Regions from separate parts of the Pan troglodytes genome. Here region 2 is linked to region 1. Evidence: chromatin contacts called from public HiChIP or PLAC-seq data. All regions are on one chromosome and are shown on one strand. Each heading gives the region's core, a stretch centred on a gene start, on an enhancer-like site or on the middle of the called end of the contact. The rest is flanking DNA. Distances are from core to core; before and after follow the strand shown. Region 1 holds the start of ACTA1 (actin alpha 1, skeletal muscle). Region 2 holds the start of LOC129136149 (putative HTLV-1-related endogenous sequence).

What was found. HiChIP or PLAC-seq counts read pairs in DNA pulled down with a chosen protein or histone mark.
Region 2: a contact with region 1 is called in an H3K4me3 HiChIP or PLAC-seq map of stem cell-derived excitatory neurons, with 7 times the contacts expected there. The contact joins the promoter of LOC129136149 here to the promoter of ACTA1 in region 1. A contact is called at or near these places in 2 of 7 Hi-C or Micro-C datasets (both in induced pluripotent stem cells) and 1 of 1 datasets of contacts at active chromatin or transcription factors (stem cell-derived excitatory neurons).

What each region holds. Positions count from the first base shown.
Region 1 is chr1:19,755,589-19,761,659 of NHGRI_mPanTro3-v2.0_pri, reverse strand. It overlaps ACTA1 (actin alpha 1, skeletal muscle), which reads right to left and starts at 2,232. Exons shown (of 7, transcript XM_016940594.3): 1 at 2,142-2,232; 2 at 1,127-1,267; 3 at 696-1,020; 4 at 422-583; 5 at 146-337; 6 at 1-54. The coding sequence starts at 1,255.
Region 2 is chr1:19,920,083-19,926,455 of NHGRI_mPanTro3-v2.0_pri, reverse strand. LOC129136149 (putative HTLV-1-related endogenous sequence) reads right to left here and starts at 2,898. Exons shown (of 2, transcript XM_054659929.2): 1 at 2,495-2,898; 2 at 1-1,121. The coding sequence starts at 2,891. The coding sequence ends at 1,108. RAB4A (RAB4A, member RAS oncogene family) reads left to right here and starts at 2,683. Exons shown (of 8, transcript XM_016940561.3): 1 at 2,683-2,905. The coding sequence starts at 2,875.

The DNA.
Region 1 (6,071 bases), core at 983-3,482:
CACACTTCATGATGCTGTTGTAGGTGGTCTCGTGAATGCCCGCCGACTCCATACCTGGGGACCGCGGGGGGGAGTGTGAGCAGAAGCTCGGGGCGCCGGGGGCCGGCGGGGCCTGGGGGCCGGCGCGAGGGCGAGCGGGGCTCACCGATGAAGGAGGGCTGGAAGAGCGTCTCCGGGCAGCGGAAGCGCTCGTTGCCGATGGTGATGACCTGCCCGTCTGGCAGCTCGTAGCTCTTTTCCAGGGACGAGGAGGAGGCGGCCGTCGCCATCTCGTTCTCGAAGTCCAGGGCCACGTAGCACAGCTTCTCCTTGATGTCGCGCACGATCTCGCGCTCAGCTGCGGAGGGCAGAAGCAGGAGAGGAGCCCTCACTCAGGGGCCGCCGCCGGCCCTCCCGCCCGGGGTGCAGGGGCGCCGCGCACCTGTGGTCACGAAGGAGTAGCCACGCTCAGTGAGGATCTTCATCAGGTAGTCGGTGAGATCGCGGCCTGCCAGGTCCAGGCGCATGATGGCGTGCGGCAGCGCGTAGCCTTCATAAATGGGCACGTTGTGGGTGACGCCGTCGCCGGAGTCCAGCACGATGCCTGTGCGCGCGCGGGAGAGAGTGAGTGGCTGGGGGCGAGGCCGAGGCTAGGCGCTCAGCGCTAGCGGCGGGGGCGGGGGCGGGGGAGGGGACTGGGGGCAGCGGGCACTCACCGGTGGTCCTGCCGGAGGCGTAGAGGGACAGCACGGCCTGGATGGCCACGTACATGGCGGGCACGTTGAAGGTCTCAAACATGATCTGGGTCATCTTCTCGCGGTTGGCCTTGGGATTGAGGGGGGCCTCGGTGAGCAGGGTGGGGTGCTCCTCGGGAGCCACGCGAAGCTCGTTGTAGAAGGTGTGGTGCCAGATCTTCTCCATGTCATCCCAGTTGGTGATGATGCCATGCTCGATAGGGTACTTCAGGGTCAGGATACCTCTCTTGCTCTGAGCCTCGTCGCCCACGTAGGAATCTTTCTGACCCATACCGACCATGACGCCCTGCGGAGCCGAGACACCACGCACCCGTTAACGCCGCTCCGGGTGGCACCAGGCTGGGTTACGCGGGGACCCCGAGCCGGCTCCCTCTGCGGAGGGGCAGCCTGACCTGGTGTCGGGGGCGGCCCACGATGGACGGGAACACGGCCCTAGGGGCGTCATCCCCGGCGAAGCCGGCTTTCACCAGGCCGGAGCCATTGTCGCACACGAGGGCGGTGGTCTCGTCTTCGTCGCACATTGTGTCTAGTTTCTGCAAGGACAGGGAGACCGCGAAGAGGCGCGGTGCATCAGCGCAGAAGTCTCAGCGGCAGGGGGGTAGGCCTGGCTGGCCCCGACGTCCTCCCTCCCCAGGAACCTGGGGACATCCCCTGCCGGAGCCACTCAAATTCTGCCAGAGCGGCGACCAGGGGTTCTCTTCCCGACCTTTGCCCCGGCTAAGGGCTGCCCTGCACCAGGAAAAGGGGCACAGGGTCGTGAGACCCCACTGAGAAGTCCTCTGTCCACATAGCCAGGGGAACATGTTCCCCAAGACCTGTCCGCCCTCCCTGCCTGACACCTGCTCCAGGAGCTGGACGCTAGTGCCCATCCTCTCTGCGCCTCCCTGACCACATCTGTCACGTAGGAAGATAAGGCCTCAGCACTGCCTGCTCGCTGGGCCAACGTGAGGGTGGAAGGAGATGCCCATGGGAAAGGCGTTGGCACCCCATCCAGGGAAGAGTGGCCTGTTAGGAACCCTATGACATTTCAAACTCAGAAAGGGCCTTTTCGCCTGTTGGAAACCCAGAGTGGGTGGTCCTGGCTGCTCGCTCATTCGCTCTAGCGCTAGTTTGGAAGGGAACTGCCTCGGCGACAACTAAAGCAAAACGGTTTATCTCCCTAGGCACATCCTACATGCCAGGTAAAGGAGCCCAAAGGGGCTAGAGAAAAATTTGGAGAAGTCTAATTTCCAGAGGCTGACTGTCTTGTCTCCTTTTTAAAGCGCGTGTGGCTCCGGAGACGAGGCACAGCGCTCAGGGCGCAGGCCTGGGGCTGACCAGGTGAACCGACTGGGTTCTGCCCCGGAGTCCTTCAGGTTCCCCTCGGTAGTGCCCTGTCCCCCTGTCCCCTCCCAACTCCTGCCCTACCTGGGCGGGTAGCTACAACTGCTACTCTCGGCTCGGGCCCTGGTCGCCGCGGGAGGGAAGCGAGGCTTCACTTGGCGCTGTCCGCTGCGGTGGCCGCTTGTCCCTCTGCTCAGGTTTTATATAGCCCGCGGGCATTCCCTCCGCGCCACCCCGCAGGAATGTCGCTGCCCTTCTCGAGCCATATTTGGGTGTTGGGCACTAGAGCCCCCTCCCTCGGCCGGTTCGCGGCCTGGGACCCCGCCCGGGTCCCCTGCGTTGACCAAAGAAGGAGCGGGTTGGCCCGGTCCCAGGTAACGCGGGCCGGGCCGTATATGGAGTGTCTCCCTAGCGGGTTTGCCCCTCCTGACCCGACCCAGTTGCCCGCTGGAGGGGATGGGGTGGGGCGAGGGTCACCGCGTTCGCCGGCGGGTGCATGTGTGCGCCTGCGCTCCGGGAACCGCACCTGTCCCAAAGGCCTCCCCAACCATGTCCACTCTGAGCGCCCTGGGCGCTCGGGAAGGTGCCTGACTGCTGACTTCCAATATTTCAACTCCTCTTCGGGTTCTTTGCTCAGATCCCCAAGCTCCCACTCGCGACTACCGGGAAGAGGGAGACGTGTAGAGTGGTGGGCTTGGGAGGATTGGAGAAGCAGTCACTCCTGAGTCTCAGGAAGGGAAGGAAGGCGAACTCCCTCTCCTTTACGCCCCTGGAACTCCATTTCTCTCTTCCCACCCCCGAGCTCCCTGAATCCAAAAAGCTGAGCCACGTCGACCCCTTCCCCCACCGCAGAGAGGGCCACCGGCGGCCGGAGGGAGCGCAGCTGTCGCAGGATAGACAACTGGCGGGGGGAGGCGAGGGCGGAGCGCCGGGGAGGAGGCGCGGGGGCTCCCGGGGATAGGCCTGTCAGGCGCAAAGCCTGAGCACACGGAGCTGTCCGCCTCAGGGACGCGCAGCGCCCTTGGGTCTCCTAAAGGGATTGAAGGGGTGAGGGTTCCCCTCCTGTAGGACGCACTGGCCCCAGGTTTTGGTGGGCTGAGGCCCTCCCCCAGCCTCTTTGGTGGCACTATGTGTGTCCCTCTCCTGGGGCTGAAAGACAAGGGTCACAACCCAGGACTGGCTAGACCTGGAGTGGAGGTAGAGATGGGTGAGGGGCTCTTCCTAGATGAGGCTTTGCTGGTCCTTCCTCCCAATAAATTGGAGGGGGTGGGGGGACAAGGACGCGGCACTCTAGGATGGGTGGCAGTTTTTCCTTCTGCAAAGGCTGAACAAACTCATCTTTATATTTAGAGGATGATGCCTGCCAAGGCCGGGCTGCCTCCCAGTCCACCTTGGAGTCATCATCTACCAGAGCCTGCTGCAGGTTCTATTTATATCACTGATATATGGGGCTATGCCTTTCAGATTTTCTAGAAGGATTTGGAGCTACTTATGGTAAAGTAGAGTGGGGGTCAGCAGAGGTTACCCAGTTGGTGCCTGTCTCTCTCTCTCTCTTTTTTCCCTAAGACAAGGACAGTTCTAACCTTGTGGAGGGCACAGGAGGAGCAGTCTTCTGTGATGAACTCAGGGACATGCTTTAAGGGGGTACATCAGTGATGTGGTGTGGGCCAGAACAGAATCACTCATTTTTCGGATGTGCTTAAGTGCTCCTAAAATAGTTGCAATTCACTTTTGGTAGTGGAACCCAGCAACTGGGACAGGTGTGGATTCTCTAAAAGGGGGATGGAAGCATATGCGACCCTCCTCTGTAGCCCACATCATGGCAGTTCATCCTAAAAATAAACAAGTATTAACAAAAATGTTTTAGTGAATAAAATGCTACCTTCCTAAAAATGATCAGTTAAAAAATAAGGAGTTTGACTAGTATAGGGACTATGTGGTGAGTATAGTCTCCTATGGTTTCATATTTAGTTCTTCCAAGTATTTTGGAGAATAAGTGAACAATTGACAGAACTGTATTTCCTTTTTAACATCCTGTGTCCTCCTGTGTCAGCGAGTAGTGGAGATACTAGAAAAAAACCACTTAGCAAATGAGCTGCATGTAACGTAAGGGGACTAGCTTACATTTGGGCCTTGAAGGTAGGAAATTTGCTGCCGTTCACTGGATACCTCAATATTTGTGCGCATTCCAAAGGAGAATGGGATTGTCACTATTTTTCAAAACTCTTGCTCAGTTCAACTCTTACCTTTCCTTACAGAAAGCTTTTCTAAGCTCAGTCTGTTACATTCAAACCCACACTAAAAGCTGACCATGATTAAAAACACAAGCGAACAGAGACCTGCTAGTACAGCAAACTGTGGGAGATGGCCCCTGAGGTGGCCAGCCAGGCATCTGTTCCCTGCCCACATGATTTGCGGCTGGTTTAAATAGTCCCTGACAGGTCACCACAGGCCACCCTCAGTCCCATTCTGGTCTTGTTGCATTCTCATTGGCTTAGAGAATAGACTGAATGGTGGGTGGCAGAGCCACGTCTCCATACATGTATGTTTTGGGGGAGCGCAGCGGCACCCTGCACAGCCTTTTGAGAACTGTCACTAAGTAAAGGTCAGCCATGTAGGGTATGCTTGACAGGGAGTTCCTGCTTCTAAGTTTTCAGGTGCAGCCTCAGCTCTTCATACCCTGACCGGGCCCTTCTGCTACCACTACCCCGGTGTGTTCACACTTCCCTTCTCTCCAATTGTGCCCCTCAACACTCCACACACCCGTACCCCAATCTTGCTCAGTTCCAGTCTTCCTAGTGTGTTTCCTATCAATTAAAACAGGAATTGGTAAAACACTTTATAATATGCTTTCGTGTTTCAATTAACCTTTTAACTATCCTAAGGTAAATAAGATAGGTATTACTCATTCCAGTTTTTTTTTTTTAAAGAAAACTGAGGCTTAGTGAGCTAAAACACACCCCAGGTTCCACAGCAGCCAGTGGAGGAGACGGGCTTGGGCTGTCTTTCCTTCTACTGCCAGTGGCCAGGGAGGGCAAGGACTGCTGCTTCTCTCTAATCTTCACCAACACTGGGAACAGTTCGAAACAGAACAGGCCCTTGAGGGATGTTTCCCAATAATGAGCCAAAGACATCCTGACATGAAAAGCCGTAGCTTCCCCAGAAACTCAGCTTTGAGGGGCTGGCTGGGCACTCCAAGTTAGAGATATTCCAGGAACAGGGTAGACAAAGACCAACTCATTCTCCTCAGAAGCTACTTAAAAACGTCGGGTCGGCCAGGCGCGGTGGCCCATGCCTGTAATCCCAGCACTTTGGGAAGCCGAGGCTGGTGGATCACTTGAGGTCAGGAGTTCAAGACCAGCCTGGCCAACATGGTGAAACCCCGTCTCTACTAAAAACACAAAAATTAGCCAGGCGTGGTGGTGCACACCTATAATCCCAGCTACTCGGGAGGCTAAGGCAGGAGAATCACTTGAACCTGGGAGGCAGAGGTTGCAGTGAGCCGAGATCCCATCACTACACTCCGGGCCTGGGCAACAGAGACTCCATCTCAAAAAAAAAAAAAAAAAAAAAGTTGGGTCAACTCCTGGCAGCCCAAAGAAAGGGCTTGGGCTTGGATTTTCTTTTTCCTCCTCCTGAAGCTGGTGGTTTTTGCACTCATGGCCACCTCTAAGAACCTGATGATTCATTGGAGCAGTGCCCTCTCTTCAACATTCTTTATACCCAGAATATCATGAACTGGTTAGGAGCTTGCATTCTGGAATCAAGCAGAGCTGCATTTACCTTCCCCTCTGACTGGCTATGTGATCTTGGACAAGTGACTTTCCAGAAAGCATTCTCAACTCACGATACTCCGTAAGACTGATCTGAGGATTAAAACCAGGTGAGAGCTGAGTGCGGTGGCTCATGTCTGTAATCCCAGCACTTTGGGAGGCCCAGTTGGACAGATCACTTGAGGTCAGGAGTTCGACACCAGCTTGGCCAACATGGTGAAACCTGGTCTCTACTAAAAAT
Region 2 (6,373 bases), core at 1,649-4,148, 160 kb before region 1:
TTTTGACAGTGGAAGGTAAAGTGGCCCAGTGACCTCTGAGGTGTCTACTTTCTTGAAGATGTGAGTCATATGTCATAGTCTCCACCAGCCTGGGTGTAGAATTGAGCTTCCATTTTCAAGTCTCCACTTGTATGTCCGGAATTTGGCTCCTTCTCAAGGTAACACCCAGGGATTGCTGAGTTCCCAAGTGCTCAGACACAAGTCCACTCATTTTCTTCAATTCCAGTTATCAAAGAAAGTCACCATTCCACCGAGGCTGTGACCAGTGCCCTCCACCAGGCCTAGCTCCAAGAATCTCATGCATCAAGCCCCAGGGCTCCTCATGTTGGGCATTAAATGTAAGGTCATGCCACATTCTTTAACATTGTCAGGAAGCAGGAAGGAAAGTACCAGATACTTGAAGGACCCACTGACCTGGAAAAAAGTGGGATCTAGTTTCAGCTTGAAAAAAATCCTTCTTCATAATTACATTTCCCTTAGGCAAATCTCCAACATGCCTAGGCTTTTGTATATCTGTTTTTACTGCGTCACAAACCTCCCCCAAAGAGAAGGGAGACGATAACTGGAGAAAACCACAAATTAATCTTCCAATATTTTTTTTCTTCCATATAATCAGCAGTGCCTCAGAATCAAAGCAGTCTCTAAAAATATTCTGAAGAAATTTATTTTCTTGGATCTTCAAAGATCCAAAGTTACTGAGATGCAAAGAATCTTCCACAGTATCATCCAAGGATACTGAATGGCTCCTTCAAACCTCGCCCTTGTATATTTCTTCTTCCAGTTGTGATACTGCAGTTACATTTGCAAACCAAATGATCCCTTTGGGTGGTTTTTCCAAAACAAATCGTCTTTCCCAAAGGCCTACCTAAGTCTTCATTTTCCACAAAGTAGAAAACTGCCCACAGCTTTGAAATGGCAGCATAATTTGTATTTCTACCACCTTGTCCAGGTTTCAGGGATCTCTGGTCCAGTTTCAGTGAATAATGCTAACTATCACTGCAGCTCACTGACTTCTTTCTTGTACATAGCGGTTTTTCGCAGGAAGAAAACAAATCTAACGAATAGGAATAACTTCAGGTGATGCTGTTTTCTTCCCGCTTCCTGGGATCACTGTCTTTCCTCTGAAATGGTTTTAATCAGAACCAATCTGTTATACTCAGGAGCCTAAATCAAACACGACATGCAGAGAGACAAACAAGAAAGCAGCAAATGATCTGAGCCACTGAACAAGAAATATATACAAAAGAGTTTTAGGAATTACAGCTGTCACAACTTTTCACCATGGGGCCTTCTCTGTGATTTAGAAAAAACTGCATTTATTTGTTATTAGGATCGGAGACAAGAGAAAAATACCGACCCAAATAGCCACTGGGGAAGAGGGAAGCTCTGATGCCAATTTATGTGGAGGATGGAGCCAAACTGACTCACACACACACACAAAAGTATGTACTGGCATTTTCCACACAGTCCAGGTCACTTGGGAGCTTAGCCAAGGATATTTTGAGCATTCGACTACCTATTGTGAACAAGGTTGGGAACTATGAGGCGCTATGTGGCCCTGATCAAGCTCAGATGGGCCAAATCCTTAACCAAAATTCTCTTTCCCATAAATGTTTATCTCTACATTTCCCACAGAAGGGGATTCTAACTCAGTTTTGCTTCTGAAACCAAACTATCCAAGGCCAGGTGAGATGACTCATGCCTGTAATCCCAGCAATTTGGGAGGCCAAGGAGGGAGGATGCTTGAACTCAGGAGTTCAAGACCAGCCTGGGCAACATAACGAGACCCCATCTCTACAAAAAATTTAAAAATTGGCGCGGTGTGGTCGTATGAGCCCCTAGCCCCAGCTACTCAGGAGGCTGAGGCGGGAGAATCGGTTGGGCTGGGCTGACAGTGCCAGATCCTGTTAAAAAATAAAAATTAAAAAAACTCATAAATTTGGAAACACATCCCCAGCTGAGGGCCGGGAGATACTTCTCAACCGTAATCCAGAACCCTCTAAAATGGGATGTGGAGAGGCTGCAGCCTGTAGTCTTGCGATGACCTTTTAGCACCTGGGCATCTTGCGCTTCTGCCATTCCGCCCACACCCGCTCAGCTCCATCCAAGAGGGCCCGGCAGTTTGGAGTGAAAGCTTAGCTTCCCAACGGGTAAATGAACCTGCCTCCCATTCACAGGGCGGCCTCTGGCTGGACACCTGGGGCCTACTGCCTCCTTGTTACACATTAACCAAGTTCTGGCCTCCATCGTAACAGCGTCAGGGAAGTTTTTTCCTGGCTGACAGCCGCAGATGATGACCGAAGACAACGTCTTAACTGAGACGGGCCAATTTGGCAAATGGACTGCTTTCCTCCCCAGTGCGGGCACCTTCCTCCTCTGTACGGCAACTGGACCCCACTGTCCCCAGCCCTCTGTCACCCCCAAACCTGCCCACCGCCCGCCTCTACCCGACCCTCCCTCAGGGAAATCGGGACTCAGCCCCCAACGCCCCCACCTGCCGCTCTGCCCAGCTGGGCGCACACCGCCAGAGGGCCCAGCCCGCGCACGTGCTTTCGGCGCGCGCCGAAGTCCTCATGCGCCCCGCCCCGGCCTCCCCGTGCGCACGCGCGAACGCGGGGTGGGCCGGGCCTCGCGTAGCCCATCTCCTCTTCCTCCTCGCGGTCGCGGCCGGACGGAGGGTGGAGGGCCCTGCGCCTGCGCGGAGCTGGAGTCCGGCTGGGCCGCAGCCGCTGGGAGACCGGCGGTTGCCGTGGGGACCGGTCGGGCCCCTCCCTCCTCCGGTCCCCCGCCCCAGGTCCTTCCCCACCGAGACGCGCCGGCGGACCGCGGGCGAGTGCAGCCGGTGACCCGGCGAGAGGCGGCGCCGCTCCCAAGATGTCGCAGACGGCCATGTCCGAAACCTACGGTACGAGGCCCGGGCTGGCGGGGCGCGCGGATCGGGCCGCGGGGGTCGTCGGTGGCGCGGGGCCGGGCCTGGGCTGCGGGGGTCTTGAGGGTGGCGGTGGTGCCGGCCGGAGCCGGGGGACGGATCTCGGAGGTGTCTGGGCTTGGGACCGGGATGGGGGACGCGGGCCGCTGGGGGCTCGGGTGGGGTAGCGGGTGCGCGGGGCGCGGGGGGGCTGTGCACAGCGCATTGGCGTGATCCGCCTTTTCAAGTTTCCTCTTGCTCTTTCTCTGCTCTTGCACTCTTAGCGCTTTTCCCCTCTCAGTCTAATGTAAATAACTGAAGGTTTGGAAAGCCAGCTTGATGTTCCGTTTCAGCTGCGATATTATCCCCAGCGAGCCTGTGAAGGGCTTAGGGCGACGCCTGTGTTCCTCAAATACTTCAGTTTGACCTTTCCTGGTTTGGAATTCCTTGCTTTACATTGGGATTACAGTGAGGAGTTATTAATAGGCTAATTCATTCATCTCTTCCTCCGGAGACCTCTTGCTTCGTTTATTTCTCCCTCCCTCTCAGTGTTTTTTAGCCTTTTCTGGGTTGCATTTTGGCTATTTATAAACATGTCTTGTCTCCTTCTTAAGACCGTAAGCACCTTGGAAGCAAAGCCCTGGCTGTTTAATCTTTGTTTCCCCTGCAGCACCCAGACCTGGAGGTGCTTGACAAATACTGTTTTGAATAAGCGAAAGCTTTCCCAGTGCATATGCTGTGTGCTTTTTTTTTCCTCCCCTTTTTTGGCCTTGCGTGGTAAGAATAAACAACTTGTACTTTGTATCAGAGTTGAATATTAATAGATGTTTACCAGTCCCTAATCACTCTTTCAGATGTATGTATTCTCAGATTAAGACTTTGATTTGGAGTTTTACAGTCCCAGAGAGAGGCTCAAGTTCAAAATTACATACCTCAAGCCAAATTAGTCCTGTCTCCATCTGTCCTGGCATGCTGCTTCCTTCTCTGCAACAAATACTGTGGAATGGCATTAGGGAAGCGGGCACCGTGCTGGGAGGGCTGTACGTCCTGCAGAAACACAGCAGACACGGCTCTGGTCTCATAGAGCGTAGTCTATTGAGGGAATGCAGTATTAATCCAATTGTGATACTAATGAGTGAATAATTAAAAACCAGGCAAGAGTTCTGAAGGAGTGTGGTCCGTGAAAGTGTGTTAGAAAAGATGACCCAGACAGGGGTGTCAGGGAGGCATTAACCAGGCAGCACGCAGAACATCTCAGGCCTGTGGGTAACTCAAGAAGGGTGTGTTTTGAGCACCACGCTGGAGAGGTGGATGAGGAGGCAGAGAGGAGAGGGTCTTGAGGAAGGCGTCAGTTTGTCTTGTAAGAAAAAATGGGAACTTTTGGAAGGGCTTCCATGCTGGGGTCACAGTGCATTTGGTCCACCTTCAGTGAGTGACTCCTGTGACTGGTACTGCCCTGTTCTTGGTGACAAAGGGGCATGACATCTGTTCCTAGAAGGCTTAGGAAATCCTCCCGTAAGTCGATGCCTTCATCAGGACAAGTGTTTGCAAATGTTTCTGCAAATGGCAGTGGTCTGGTTCTTCCTGTAGAGAACCACAGTCAGAAATGTTGTAAGGAAAACATGGTCTTTAGCAATTTTTGGTTACATCTTTGCACTTCTTTATTTTCAAGTGCTCTTTAGCCCTTTGCGGCTTAGTTTCTTTAACCTGAGTAAGGAGCACGGAGCACTAGGGGAAGGGTGGAATGTCCAAATAAGAAAAGCAAGTGGGGGTCATGAATCCGTAAGAAAGGATTGGAAGAGTTCAGGAGATAGAGCTTTTATGTTTCATTTTTCGTATACGCATGATAACAACTGATAAAATAGAGCATATCTTTGGCATCTCCACTTCAGACACAGTTAACTGAACTTTTGAGCTTCACAGATTGATTACATTCTGATCATAAGGCTTTGACCATTAGTATTCTTATTTCATGGTAACTTCCAAGTATGTTTTTACTTTGCAACTCTGAATTGAATCTTTTCTTCTAATAGAGGAAATTAATCGAAAACTAGTAGAAACTAATAAATAGAAAATGAGGCCAGAGGTGATGGCTCACGCCTGTAATCCCAGCACTTTGGAAGGCCGAGCTGGGCGGATCACTTGAGCTCAGGAGTTCGATACCAGCCTGGCCAACATGGCGAAACCCCAGCCCTATTAAAAATACAAAAAATTACCTGGGCATGGTGGTACGCTTGTAGTCCCAGCTACTTGGGAGGCTGAGGCATGAGAATTGCTTGAACCCAGGAGGTGAAGTTTACAGTGAGCCAAGATTGTGCCACTGCACTCCATCCTGGGCAACAGAGTGAGACTCTGTCTCAAAAAAAGAAAATGAGTTTTAGAAGGAGCAAGCAGGACAGTAGAAGTTTGCCAAGCTGAAGTAAAAGTCACCTAGAACCAAGTCCTAGGCTGTCACTTTGACGTATCAGTGGCCATATTTATACAGCATTGTTCCTTAAAAGTGAAACAGTCAGGCTCTCTTCTGGACATTTGCCTCTGAGCTGGTGAAGGAATGTTTGCCTAACCTTTAAACTCCTTTGTACTCTGTGCTTATTTGCTCTTCTGTAAAAGGAGGCTCTGTGTAGCTTAACAGAGAGATGAGGAATGAAATGTACTGGGTTTTTGTTTCCCTTTTTTTTTTTTTTTTTTGAGATGGGACCTCGCTCTGTCACCCAGGCTGGAGTGCAGTGACACAATCACGGCTCACTGCCACCTCCATCTCCCCATCTCAAGTGATCCTCCCACTTCAGCCTCCTGAGTAGCTGGGACCACAGGTGCATGCCACCACACCTGGCTAATTTTTTTTTTTTAATTTTTTTTGTAGAGACGAGGTCTCTCTCTGTTGCTCAGTCTCATCTCAAACTCCTGGGCTCAAGTGATCCTCACGCCTCCACCTCCCAAAGTGTTGAGATCACAGGCATGAGCCACTGTGCCCTGCTGAAATGTACTGTTTATGAGCTACCTCTCATTAATGTGTTCATTTAATATGCTTTTTAACATATTAAAACAGTATTTCACCTTCCACAGACTGAGTAGTGTTGAACATTTTTGTTGCTTTGAAGTCACCACATGAATACTATACTTTATGTAATATCGTGAAACAAATTGAAATCTTAGGTTTTGGATGAAACCCTTAGTCTGAATATGAAACAGTTCTACCAAATGCCATTAGATACACTACATTCTTAAAGCCCTGGCCAGTTAGTATGGCTTGGGACTTCCCAAGGAACTCTGCTTCAGCCATCTGAGACCTGGGAGATTACAAATTGGCTGAAAGTAATTTTGATGCTAAGCAGCGATGTTCAGAAAGGAGCTGAAAAGTATACGTAGTGGAAAATGCCAGGAATTTCTTTTAAAATTAAGTGCTGGGGCAGTTCGAGAGTGAGGAAAAATCTAATACAAAATCTCTACATATATTAGAGTTTA